2 separate regions of the Mus musculus genome follow, and region 2 is linked to region 1. Evidence: chromatin contacts called from public Hi-C data. All regions are on one chromosome and are shown on one strand. The core of a region is the stretch at or near the end of the contact, and the rest is flanking DNA. Distances in the headings are between cores, read along the strand shown.

Region 1 (6,706 bases), core at 2,239-4,738:
TATGTCTGTAATTTTAACTCAATGCCCTATATGTGGAGATGTTTTTAAATGCATAAATTTCCCTTCGGGTCTTGCTTCAGGACCACAGATATATTCCCCTGCCTATAACGTCTGTTCTCAGAGCTCACAGGAACAGCCTCTCTGCAGCTCTCACAACCCACAGCCCCTGCCTCTAACTCCAGCAGCCTACAACCTGATATGCAAGCTAACTTGTACTAATTCCAGAACCTACCTCAGGCCGGGCTGTCTAGATTGCAGCTCTGCATCCCGCCGCTGGGGGCGCCCCTGAGATGGACTAGGGAATATTCAGCTGTGCAGCCAGTGGGGGAGCTGCGGAGATAGACTGGGGTCTTATCAGCTTGTCTTCTTTATTTTGGTAGTAATAGATACTGGGCAAATTCTGTCTCAGGAGCTGTTGTAGTTCTTGCATGTCTTTCTAAAACAAACTGTTTTAAGTATCTTAAAGTTACCATTAGCTTCGCACAGAGTGACCTTGTTAAATTAACCAAGGTAACAGTCCGTTTTCAGCACGCTGGTGGACTCCAGTTGTTCAGTACATTCGGAGCGAAATGATAAGCAAGCGTCGTTTCCCTCTCTTGAGCTGATGCTCATTAGCAAGAGTCCTTCTAAACATTCTGTGAGGAACTTCTACGAACAGCTCTGATGTACAGATTACAGCCGTGTTGTCAATGTGTGTGCCTTTGTGGCAAGATTTTAAATGTTAGGTGTGGTGCTTATGAAAGGAAAATTGAGAAGGGGGTTTCAGCATCCCCTTCCCTCCATACCCCTTAAGACCCCACCCTTTGTATGCCATTATGTTTCCACAGGCTAAGATGCAAAAGCCGTCGTCTGTAGAATAGGATGCAGGCTTATCAGTGACTGTTGTCTTCTGTAGAAGATGTGGCTAGCTGAACAAATCCTAATGCAGTTGTTTGCAAAGAATGAGAAATCACTTTTAAAAAAAAAGCTCTTCTCCCAAGTTTTCAAAAAATATCAGGATAATTTGCTTCATCCTTGACAACTAGCAATCGGGATGTATGTGTGTATCAGACTTTAAAAGGTGTTGTGGGTGGAGAGCTCTGATCTGATAGGAAGTTCCTTATAAAACGTGAAATCTCAGAGGTTAGAATGGCGCAGGCTTCTAACAAGGGTGGATGAGAGTGTACCCTGGGCTCCTTCCTTTAATCACACCCCACGTTCTATGCCACCAATAACTGGAATTGACCATGTTATATTTGTCTAATTCTTTTCAAGAAAAACAAAAGCTACGGAACTGTGAAGGAGCAGCATCTAATTTCTTCCTCCCCAGTGCTGTGATTTGTCTCATCTTGCATGTCTTATCTCACGAAATTGCCTCATATGTCAACAAAATGTCACCTCCCACAGAGAACCAGGATCCACTTTTTTTTTTTTTTTTTGGTCACAACAGCTGATGAAACTCGGATGGAATTCTTATTATAACTCGGTCTTACGTACAGAAAAATATTTTTGTTTGGCAAAGTGTTGACAGCTGGGGAGACGTGTGACGTCATATTGCTGAACGTCCTGACTCACGGGCAGCAGAGAGTTGCGTTTGTAAGCAGTGACGTGTGAGTTTGCAGACAAAGGTAACCATTATGCCTGCTGAGGACCCATTTTTTGGAAGGCCCCAGACTCAGCACAGAGAGATTCAGGAATTCTGAAATCTTGGCAGGCACCATGATTTTTTTTTACCACTTGAACCATTCAGGTGCCTTTCCTCACCTCTGCGCCAGTCTGATTGGCTGGAATAGACCTAGTCCCTCCCTGCTCCATCGCCCTCCTTGTCTGAACTAAAATCAAGACTCTTTGAGGACTCCTTGTGGGGGTGAGCCCTTCAGGAAAGCCATGTTGCCATCCAGGCTGCATTGGATCCTTTAATAAACACGTCCTAGCGGCCTCTACAGACTTTGATTTAAACCTGCTAGCCACTTCCCTGTCTTCTTTGCTGGATAAGAAATTACTAATTTGCCACCTTATTAGCAACATGTAAACTAGGCACAGTGACATATGCCTTTAATCCCAGCACTTGGGAGGCGGAGGCAAGCAGATTTCTGTGGCCGAGGTCAGTTTGTTCTACATAGTGAGTTCCAGAACAGCCAAGGGCTATATTGAGAGACCCTGTCTCAACCTCCCCACCCCCACATGTACCCCCCAAAGCCATTTAAGATCGTGCCTGGCATCCAGACCGGATCTAATAAACATGTTAATGAACAAGGAAAGACGTGAATGAATGATTGAATCATGTCCTGTAAATGGGGCACAGACATGCCCATACAGGAATTATAATTGACTCTTATCAACCTCCCTCCGTGCACCAGCTCTGGTAATCCTACTAACAGCCCCGAACGACAAATATGGCTAGGATTATACCATCCAATCCGGATTCCACCTTAGACTTGTTGAGACCTTTATATCCAAGCTGTAAAGGCTGCTGATTCCTGAGTATGTTAGCATGCTTAATGATGAAAGCATAGATATGCACCAACCTTTTATTATATTTATATTGAAAAGGAAAAGACATTTAACATGATAGCCATTGTAGCTGACAGTGGACTGTTCCTTGTGAAATGATATACTTGGCCAATTACCTATACCTAGGAGCCGTTTCTGATTCTTTGATGATGCTATCATGAATGTATTTGTGTACAGGGAATCTGGTGAGTGTGTGTGTCTGTCTGTGTGTGTGTGTGTGTGTGTGTGTGTGTTTTGCCTACCTGCATGTCTGTGCACTGAGTGTGCACGATGTCATGGAAGCCAGAAGAAGGTGTAGAATCTCCAACCTAGAGTTACAGATGGTTGTGAGCTGCTCTGTGGATTCTAGGAATCTAATCCAGATCCTCTGCCGCAGTAGTAAATGCTCTTACCCACTGAGTCATGTTGCTCAATCACTTTTTCTTAGCTTCTCAGAAGGACTTCTGAGTGAAAGCTATATGAATGGTTTAATATTAAAAGGCTCAGGACCAAAAACAAAACAAAACAAAACAAAACTCCAGTTGGGTGGTGGTGGCACAGACCTTTAGTACCAGCACTCAGGAGGCAGGAGGATCTCTGTGAGTTGGAGACCAGCCTGGTCTACAGAGTGAGTTCCAGGACAGCCAGGGCTACGCAGAGAAACAGCCAATCAACCAACCAAAAGGTCCCAGGGCCAGCTCACTCAGCACCGTTTCTTGTTCCAGAGACATTCGCTGTATGTAGGAGAAAAGACTTCTTATGATAGAGTCCTTCGGGTGGCCCTTATTAGCTGAGTAAGGTGTCCGGGGGTGGGGGGCGCGTGCCCCTGATCCACCAACCCAGACCATAAACACAGGGTAAAATCAGGTGAGAACCAGTACCCGACATGGCCACAAATAGAAGTCAGTTGTATTATGTGTTGGGCCAAGTTTGTGTGGACCTATTGCATTGTGTTGTGTGCTGGGGGACTTTACTCTGGAAATCCCCGGCTAGTGTCACAGAGGAGACAAAGGACTGTTTCTGTTTTGTGTTATGCGTTCAACACCATATAAGGCATGCTTAGCCCCGTACTTGCTATGTGGTAGGTTTCTAGCATTTGTTAGATGAATGGTACATTAGAAACAAAGCCAAGTGGCTTTGAAACTTAGATCTATCACCCGCTGACTGGCTGGCCTGGGACAAGTCCTAACTCCATGTAGAGACCCTAGACTGAGAGGGGGCGGGGTGAGCTACTTGACCTACATATCGATCAGACCTATGAAGATCAGTGAGGGCCTGTGACTTAAGGGAAATCAGTTTGCTTGTAGCAGAATGGCTTTGTGGTAAGAGATAAAGTAGCTAAGACGATCAGAGAATGTTCTGGAAATGTAGCCGTACCCAGCTGGAAGCATGGGGCAGAATGGAGGCAGGAGCCTGTAGACGCAGAAAGAACAAATGTCTACACTCTTCCCTGGGAGGCCTGACATGTTTTTGTCTTTCTTGTCTCCTTTTAGGGCTCCTTTTGTTTGTTTGTTTGTTTGTTTGTTTGTTTGTTTGTTTGTTTTTAATGAATATAAAATTTTTAATGAATAAAAACTATTTATAACATTGATATTTTGCATTATCGTTTTGTTTTTCAGTAGATCCTGTTCTTTTTTTTAAGAGTATGTGAGTTTTCTGAGTGTCTTAGTTGCAGTTTTTATTGCTGTGATGAGTATATATTATATAAAATATTATATATTTTGTTATATGTTTTATGTTATGTGTTATATATTATATAATAAAATACATATAATTATATACTTAATATATAATTATAAGTACACAAATATATAATTATATTATTTTATATTTTATTACATAATATTCATATATCTAAAGTATATACTTGTATATATAAAATAATATAAGTATTCTATATGTTATATAAATTGTAATATATAGTTATATAAATTTATTATTATTATTTCAGCTTACACTTCCAGGTAATAGTCTATCACTGGAGGAAGTCAGGGCAGGAACCTGGAGGCAGGAGCTGATGCAGACACCATGGAGGGGTGCTGCTAATGGGCTTGCTCAGCCTGCTTTCTTGTAGAACCCAGGCCATCCGCCCACAGTAGACTTGGTTCTCACCCATCAATTATTAATCAAGAAAATGTTCCACAGATCTGCTGACAGGCCAGTCTAGTGGAGCATTTACCTAATTAAGAGTTCTTGTTCCTGGGTGGCTCTAGCCTGTGTCAAGTTGATACTGAAAACTAGCCAGCACACTACATAGTAAGCCTTCATTTCTTTTCTAAGTATTTTAAATTAGTTTCCGCAATATTTCACACAATGCATTTTAATCATATTCATCCCTTCTTAGCTCCTCCAAATGCATTCCCATCTTCCTAACCTCTGAATTACCCTCTATTTATCTATTTTCATTCGGTTATCCATCAGCCCATATACTCCTGGGTGTGGGACCATCCACTGAGTATAGCTGACCCACCAGGAGCCACACACACCCGTAAAGGAAACTAACTACCTCTTCTTTCCCCAGAAGCCATCAACTGTCTGTCCATAGCACCTGATGTAATGGGTGGGGACTCATGAGTCCCTTCCTGCTCCAAGCTAGAGTTTGACGGGTGTGATCTTATTCCTCAAGGGTTGGGGGGGGGGGAGAAAAAAAAGGAATTAGGAAGAGACCTACCCTACTATGGTACCCTTGGGCTCTGTTTCCTGCTACAGAGGCACATGGGCATCCATGTTCATTGCTGTTCTTTCATAAATAGCTGAGATACAGAAACAGCCTAGACTACTTTAGTAACGGCTGTATGTTTCACTATTTGGAGGTGTGGTCTTGTTGGAGTAGGTGTGTCACTGTGGGTGTGGACTATAAGACTCTTATCCTAGCTGCCTAGAAGCCAGTATTCTGCTAGCAGCCTTCAGGTGAAGATGTAGAACTCTCAGCTCCTCCTGCACCACGCCTGCCTGGATGCTGCCATGCTCCTGCCCTTGATGATAATGGACTGAACCTCTGAACCTGTCAGCCAGTCCCAGTTAAATGTTGTCCTTATAAGAGTTGCCTTGGTTATGGTGCCTGTTCACAGGTAAAACCCTACCTAAGACAATGTCCATCAGCTGATGAATGGGCAAGGAAGATATGGTTCATATACACAGTGGGATTTTATTTAGCTATAGGGAAAAAAATGAAGCCATGACATTTGCAGGTGAATGTATGGAGCTAGAAAGAAAATCCACATTAATATCTTAAAATCTTAATATCTTAAAATCTACCTGAGCGAGGTCAGCTAGATCCTGAAATTTGATATGAGAGTCTCTCATGAGTTCAAAGCACTTTCTGGAAATTTTTTCTTTCTTTTCTTTTTTTTTTAGAAAATTAATCTGACACAAAATAGAGAGTAAAGTTTAACAGGGATCCTATGTGTCCTTTGTTCTAGGAATAGTGTATATAGTGGCCTGTATATATTCATTACATACTTCAACACAACACTGTCAGATATTGGAATATTGGTGACTCTTTTTCATTCTTTTTTTTTTTTTTCTTTCTCTTCAAGACAGGGTTTCTTTATGTAGCCCTAGCTAACCTGGAACTCACTCCATAGACCAGGCTGGCCTCAAGCTCAGAGATCTGCCTGCCTCTGCCTCCTGAGAACTGAATCAAAGGCACTGCTGACTCTTAAGAAACCTAAAGCGGGGCAGTGGTGGCACAGGCCTTTAATCCCAGCACTTGGGAGGCAGAGGCAGGTGGATTTCTGAGTTCGAGGCCAGCCTGGTCTACAGAGTGAGTTACAGGACAGCCAGGGCTACAGAGAGAAACCCTGTCTCGAAAACAAAACAAAACAAAAAGGGGGGGGGGCTGGCAAGATGGCTCGGCGGGTAAGAGCACTGACTGCTCTTCCGAAGGTCCTGAGTCCAAATCCAAGCAACCACATGGTGGCTCACAACCATCTGTAATGAGATCTGATGCCCTTTTCAGCTACAGTGTACTGATGTATAATAATAAATAAATCCTTGGGCTGGAGCTAGTGGGGACTGAGAGAGCGGAGTTGACCGGAGCGAGCAGGGTTGAGTGAAGCGAGCAGAGGTCCTAAAAATTCAATTCCCAACAACCACCCGAAGGCTCATAAGCATCTGTACAGTTACAGTGTACTCAAATAAATAAATAAATAAATAAATAAATAAATAAATAAATAAGAGCAACAAGAGCTCTTAACCACTGGGAAAAAAGGAAAAGAAACCTAAAACTAGA
Region 2 (6,446 bases), core at 1,832-4,331, 370 kb after region 1:
CTCTGATGAGCATTCCTCTGTGTCCGCATGTTTGTGCAAACATTTCCTTAGGATGAGTTCTCAGAGCTGGAATCACAGTTCATAGTAACCACCTATCCCCAGACAATGCTCAACCGAGAACAGATTTTAATGTAGACTTAGAGCACATGCTAGCTCGGGTACTGTAATATGGCTAAAATGTTGAAACCAGATAAAAACCCAATTTAAAAGGAAAATCTGAAGAATTCAGAAAGATGTTTTCCATATCCCAGCAAGTTGGACATGAAGATTCTAGAATACAATGTTGGCTTGAAAGACAAGACATATCCTATTTTTAAAAGAGATTTTATTAGTTATTTAGTCAAATGAGATATAAAAGTTAAGCAGGAGATGAGCCCATATTTGCAAAAACTAACTTCCTCTAACGTTAAAGAAAAAGATTTTATTTAAAGGTCTGGTTTAAGAAATACACGTCCATTATAGAAAATGTTGAAAGCATATAGATAAAATGACCCTCAGGATCCAGTAAGGACATAATAACCGTACAGTGTCTCCGTTCTACATGGTGTTATTTAAGGCAATCTTCTATTCTTCTCTCTCCTATTCCCTCCCTGGAAAACATGGTCTGGGAAGGTCTTGCTGTGACTTCCAGACTGGTTCTTACTTGCAACCCACCCTGCGGAACTTTATATATAAACCCACAGCCCACCGGGAGGCATGCCAAGGCTTACATTGCCCCTTACAGTAGGGGGCCGAGTCCATGGTTTGCCTCCTCTGGTCACAGCCAATGCCTCTGTAACTCCGAGGGCTTGTCCTGCCAATCAGTCACCTAACCAGTGACTACATCTCCAGTGAGTGGCAGAGCTTGGCTAGGAAGCCATACTTGACTCTTTAGATCTGGCAACAGGAAGTTACGAGAAAGATTCCCATTGAACCCTCTAACTTAATCACCTCTTAGTAGTCACAGAGAGGCGTCATGGTTGCTTAAGACAGCAGCTAGCTAGTGATGAGGTAGATCTACAGCAGGCTTCTGCCTTCAGGCCGGGGCTCACCCAATCTGTCCCTACGGGTGTTTAATGAGATGTTCTCTTGTCCGATGTCTTCTGCTTAGTCAAATGTCAAGCAGGAATTAAAATCCTAGAAGTGTAGAAAAGGAGAGACAGAAAGGACCCTTAAAAGGCTCCCCGGGCCAAGCCCTGGCTTTCCAGTGCTGACTCTCGGCTTCTTTTCTTCCCTATTCTCTGATCCTCACACTACTTCCTCTCTCAGCGATTAGAGATGCCATGGCTAAAAGTTACTTCCTTCTCTGACTTTGAGCGTGTGGAGAATTTACAGGCTGTCAAAGTGAAAGTGAGATCGAACAAGGGTTGGCATCCTGAAAACACCCGGTAACAGATGTACCCTCTGTGAATTGCTGGATCACAAAATAACCAAGTTGTCCCGGGTTCCAAGGAGGCTCTCCACTTGGAACCCAACCTACCACTGCCAGGAGCTTCCGGAAAGAACCTACGGAAGGGTGTCTCAGAAAAGGGTACCAGTGTGGCCTTCGCAAGTCATCTATCCCTCTAAGATGCAAAGGTAGCAATTTTCGTTAGCTGGCTGCTTCTCCACAAATCAGCTAGAACCCCAATACAAATTGTCAGTCCCTTATCTGGCCGTGTCAGTTTCCCCATCATCCACATCCAAAAGATTCGGGCCCTCCCCCTATGATCACTACCTGGTGCCATGGAAATCAGCATGTGACCGCGGGCTACCTTGATTCTTCAGCGGTTCCAGGGTCCTAGGGCTAGCCTTATCTGATGAGAAGGGAAGCAAGCACACAGGTGGCAAGTGACTGCTTCTATCGACTAGTGTGTGCCCGATAACGTTCACGGAGGGTAAGACATGGCCCCTATCTTCAAGTATCTCACAGAAGGCAAAAGCAACCGTGTGCAAACCTAAGCGCAGTCACAGAGATGTAAACAGGAGCCAAGACGCTGAGAAGGGCGGGCGGCTTCTACGGCAGGGTGAGGCAGCTGCGAGGGGAGGTAATAGAACCGGTTTTAAAAGGCTAGTGAGACCAGTCGGGCAAAGGGTGACGGTGGGAAAGCCAGGCAGGAGGGTCAGCATCCTCAACCCCAGCAAGGAGAGAGAAACAGTCCAACGTTGCTGGAATACCAAGTGCAGGGCAGGAAGTGGAGGGCGTTCAGGCTGGAGCGGTGGGCCTAGCAAGGTGCAGCAGGCAGCAAGCCCGCGCAGTTCTCTCTGCCCGGGTACCCGAAGGGCCGCTTACGCAATTCGCGAGTGATCGAATTTGGGCGCCCGCGGAGAGGCTGTCAGTGACGGTCGGTGGTGGCGCCGCCAGCCCCCCGCCCCCCTCCCCAGAGCACCTGTGCGCCTTCGCAGCCGCCAAAGCAGCCGCAGGCTGCGCCGATCCACCAGATCTCAAAGCGGGCCCCCGGCCAGCGCCGCGCGGACCCCCGACCCGGACATCCCCGAACTCGCTCCGGTGACAGCGCCTGTGGGCGCCGTGGCGGCTGCCTGCGCGCCAGCGGGCGGGGAGCGGGTTTCTCTGCAGTCACCACCAGCTTTTCCCGAAGAGCAGTCCCCGCGGGCCTCCCCGACCCGGGGCTGGGGACGAAGGTTGCCGGGGAGTTGGGGGTGGAGGGGTGGGCACCAGGCCCGGCGCGGCGGGGAAGGGCCGGCGGCGGCGTCTTGGGGCTTGCGCAAGGCGCACTGCCGAGGTCCGTCCTCCCGGGCCGGCGCGCGGCAAAGCTCTCGGGCGCGCGGGGCAAGGGCAGGGGCGGCGCGCGGAGCCGCTCGGGGCAGGAGCGCGAGTGGGCGCCAGGCCGCTCTCATTACCTGGCCAGCGTGGTTTTTCCCGAGCCCGGGAGGCCGCGCAGGAGGTAGAGGTGTTTCCTAAAGCTGTGGCGGCGCGGAGGTGGCCCCCGAGCGGGCGGCGGCCGAGGAGGCGGCTGCTGCTGCCGCTGTTGGAGGCTCAGCCTCCCGAACGATTCCAGAAAACTGTCCTCCATGGGGAGGGGGCTGGCGGCGAGGGCCCTGAGCTCCCTTCCTGAAGTCACGGTCTTGGCCAAAGCTGTTGTTTTTGTGACTCTCCGGCCATGTGATAGATGGAGGGGCGGGCGCTCGGAGCCCGGCCCCTCCTCCCCGGCCCCGCGAACCGCGGGAGGGGGCGTCTCTACCTGTGAGGCCCCGGCGCTGCCGGGGAGTCTGACAGCCCGGGGAAGCGTGGGTGACGCAGCCCCCAGCGCTCCCTCCAGCCCCCCGCCGCCTTCCGCAGCCCTTCCCAAGGGAAGGGGCCTGGCCCCGGGGACACAGTGGGAGGTTTCCCTGCAGTCACTGTGGAAGCCCAGCCCTCTGCCACGGCTCTGCCTCATCTCACTTCAGACCGGCCTAGACCTTGAAAGTAAATACTTTCCGTGGGAGATTAGAGAATGTGACCAGCGCATCCGAGCAGTCACAGTAAAGACTGTTGTCTCCCCTACTGCCTGTGAATCAGTCAGCACCTGGCTGGGGTCCCAAGGACTGAGGTACACTCCTTCAGGGTCCTGTACGTTTCCTTAGTACCGGTACCGGCCTGCCAAAACTATCCTTAAAAGCTGTATGCAACTTTTAAGTCTCTTGTTACTCCTTGGGTCTCGGGTGGACTCAGGAGGCTTCATGAACACCTTCCGCTGCCACATAGCAGGGGAGATTGTCATGGTACCATTTATATAAAACCAAATTCAAGTTGCAGGAGTTGGCAGCACCCACTGGCTGTGACTCTCCAGTATTTCCCTTTAGAAGCAATAGAATGGTCCTGGTTTTCAGAATGAAACTGTTCAAAATTTGCATACTAGAAAATCTGAGATATTGGTGGCTTTGGCTACAATTGTTGTAAAAATCAAAACATTTTGTGTCTGGCACCTAAGGTATGAGCATTATGAGAAGGAAGTGTGGAGAAAGAAGTAGTGTCTTTCTAAGACTCAGAACCTATGTCAAAATCAGAGATTTCCTGATGAGCGCGTTAGGAAGGGGCTGTGTACAAGGAGGGAGGACAGCTGCCTGTGCATCTCGCTGGCTTTGGACTTCCCCTGGGTTGGGGTGTGGAGCAGTCAGGTTGCTCCCCCGGGAATTCCCCTCCCGGAGTGAAGCTACTTCTTTAGTCCTTCTTTCTGTGTGCACATTAAGAGGAAGCACGAGGAATGGAGAAGACACATTTGTCCTAACAGCAGTGACCTTTAGCTTGTATACGTCCGGGTTCACATTTGAGGAAGTGAATCTCCTGCACCCTGAGCATACCCTTAGCACACGTTTACAAACGTGGTTCCCCTCAGCCTCAAATACTTTCTTTTTCATTCCAATCATCTGCTGTCCAGTAAGAAACATGGAGCATTTGGGGTGTGGATGGTACAAAATGGGGTTAAAGGGCTCGATTTGGCAGCACCTTAAAGTGGATGCAGAGCAGATTAGCATGGCCCCACAAAAATTCATGAAGTGTTCCATATTTTGGGGGGTCATGTCTTTCTTGTTGAGTATAGACCTTAACCTTGTTCACCCATTGATACCTGTTTTTCTAGAATAAAACAAAACAAAACAAACAAACCCTAAAATGTGTGGATTTTTTGTTTTTGGTTTTGGTTTTGGTTTTTTGGGGGGTTTTTTTTGTTTTTGTTTTTGTTTTTGTTTTTTTGTTTTTTGAGGTTTAAGGACTGAGGAGATAGATGGCTCAGTAGGCTAGAGTCTTAGAGTACAAGCATGAGGGCATGAGTTTGAATCCACAACCCCATGTAACAAGGAGGGCATGGCTGCACACGTAACCCTAGTGCTGAGAGGAGTGGAGATGACTGGCTTGGCAGAGCCCATTGATCAGCAGCTCCAGCTTCAGTGAGAGACCCTTTCTTAAAGGAATAAGACAGAGAGCATAAGGGAGACCCCTGATGTCCTCTGGTCTCTACATGCATGCTGCACAGCCTCATATGAGCACATACACTCACACCCACTCACACACAACGGAGAGATAGCTCAGGGATCAGGACTGGTGTTTGGTTCCCAGCAGCTACATGAAGTGGCTCACAAGCACCTGTAACTCTAGTTCCAGGGGATCTGTTGTACAGGGCTATCCTCTGGGCCAAACAACCCCGTTCGTTCTTGAGGTATTTAGCTGGTTTGGCTTGCACAAATCCAAGCCGGGCTGGTTGATAAGGAGAGCCACTGGACCCTCAGCTCCTTTCTGCCTGTTGAATGCAACTCTGTCCTAACTACATGCAGTCTGGGGACAAGGGGTTCCCATCTATGCAGCAATGGGAAGGCCCTCATCTGTCCCTGCTGGGTGAAGACTTTCTGGTGTGGCCTTTCAGGTGAGGACCACTCATGCCCTAGAAGGTAATCACTCATCTATGCTGTGTAAGAAAGCCTAATAAACTCACTGCTTCTCCAGAGTGACCTCTGGTGGAATCATGTCTCAGTTTGTTGTTTGGCCAGGAAGAAAAGGAATAAAGATGTTGCTTATGTCTCCCTGAGGGAAGAAATTTTAGCAACAGGACCCAAAGCCCTTCTGGCCTCCTAATATGTGTGGCATGCATACACTAAAAAACACACACATACACACACATTCACACACACACAAATGAAGACTTAAAAAAATATAAGCCAGGCATAGTAGCATATACCTTTAATCTCAGCTCTTGGGAGACTTGGACAGGCAGTTCTCTGTGAGTTCTTGAAGCCATCTTGGTCTACATAGTGAGTTCCAGGACAGCCAAGGCTATGCAGAGAGACCATGTCTCAAACAAACAAAAGAAAAACAAAATAAAAACGTACACTGCATGGTCCAGCATGACAAACAGTGAATGCCGCATTGTATGATCACTTTGATGGAGAGGACAAACGGAAACCAGGTGCAGTGTGCTAACACTTGGGAACTACTTGGGAGCTGGGGAGGGCAAATCTAAAACATCTCTTAAGCACAGAAGCCCAGGGCAGCCTGAGCAGCGTGCGTGACTCCGGCTTAACGGAACAGAAGAGAAATAGGGAAAAATCATCTGATAAACCATTTGGGGGAAATGATGTTTTTCTAAATGTTACATTTCAATAAGATGTGGAGAAACAAAAAGCACAGTGCAAAAGAGAAGCTGGGCAGACACATCCTCTATACAAACCTGATAAGAATGTCCTACCTGGCCTCACCTCCACTCCAATATGCCCCACGCCCCCTACGCCAACAAGCCCCACCCCCACTCATTCGTGGGCGTATGAGTTTCGAGGGACCAAACTCAGCTCTATAGCATGCATTCCATCATTTAAAGCACATCCCTGGCACAATATGTCACTCCCCTGCTGTCAGACATCTCCCCAGAGGTAAGGACTGCACCCAATGTTCACCATAGGTGCAAGGAAACTTGGTGTGACGGCACGCGTTTTATGAAGATACCATGGAGGAGAGTAGTCCTAACCCGTTTTCCCAGAGCGTCTTTCTGGAAATTAGA

The links. Hi-C and Micro-C count contacts between places; a contact is called where the count stands out from the background.
Region 2: a Hi-C map of regulatory T cells shows a contact between it and region 1, with 5 times the contacts expected there. The contact joins the promoter of N4bp2l1 here to the enhancer-like site in region 1. A contact is called at or near these places in 1 of 39 promoter capture datasets (liver), 1 of 484 Hi-C or Micro-C datasets (regulatory T cells), 3 of 115 datasets of contacts at active chromatin or transcription factors (craniofacial prominence, embryonic forebrain and forebrain) and 1 of 9 other capture datasets (pancreatic islet).

Annotation. Positions count from the first base shown.
Region 1 is chr5:150,220,238-150,226,943 of GRCm38.p6, forward strand. It overlaps a transcript of Fry not described here. Among named protein-coding and RNA genes, the nearest start is that of Fry, 36 kb to the right of the region's middle. Within about 2 kb of position 3,489, at least 36 of the 459 cell types and tissues checked have an H3K27ac peak or open chromatin away from gene starts, as enhancers often do. A contact at or near this core is called in regulatory T cells, where this site is marked.
Region 2 is chr5:150,591,444-150,597,889 of GRCm38.p6, forward strand. It overlaps N4bp2l1 (NEDD4 binding protein 2-like 1), which reads right to left and starts at 3,082. Exons shown (of 5, transcript NM_133898.4): 1 at 2,821-3,082. The coding sequence starts at 2,993.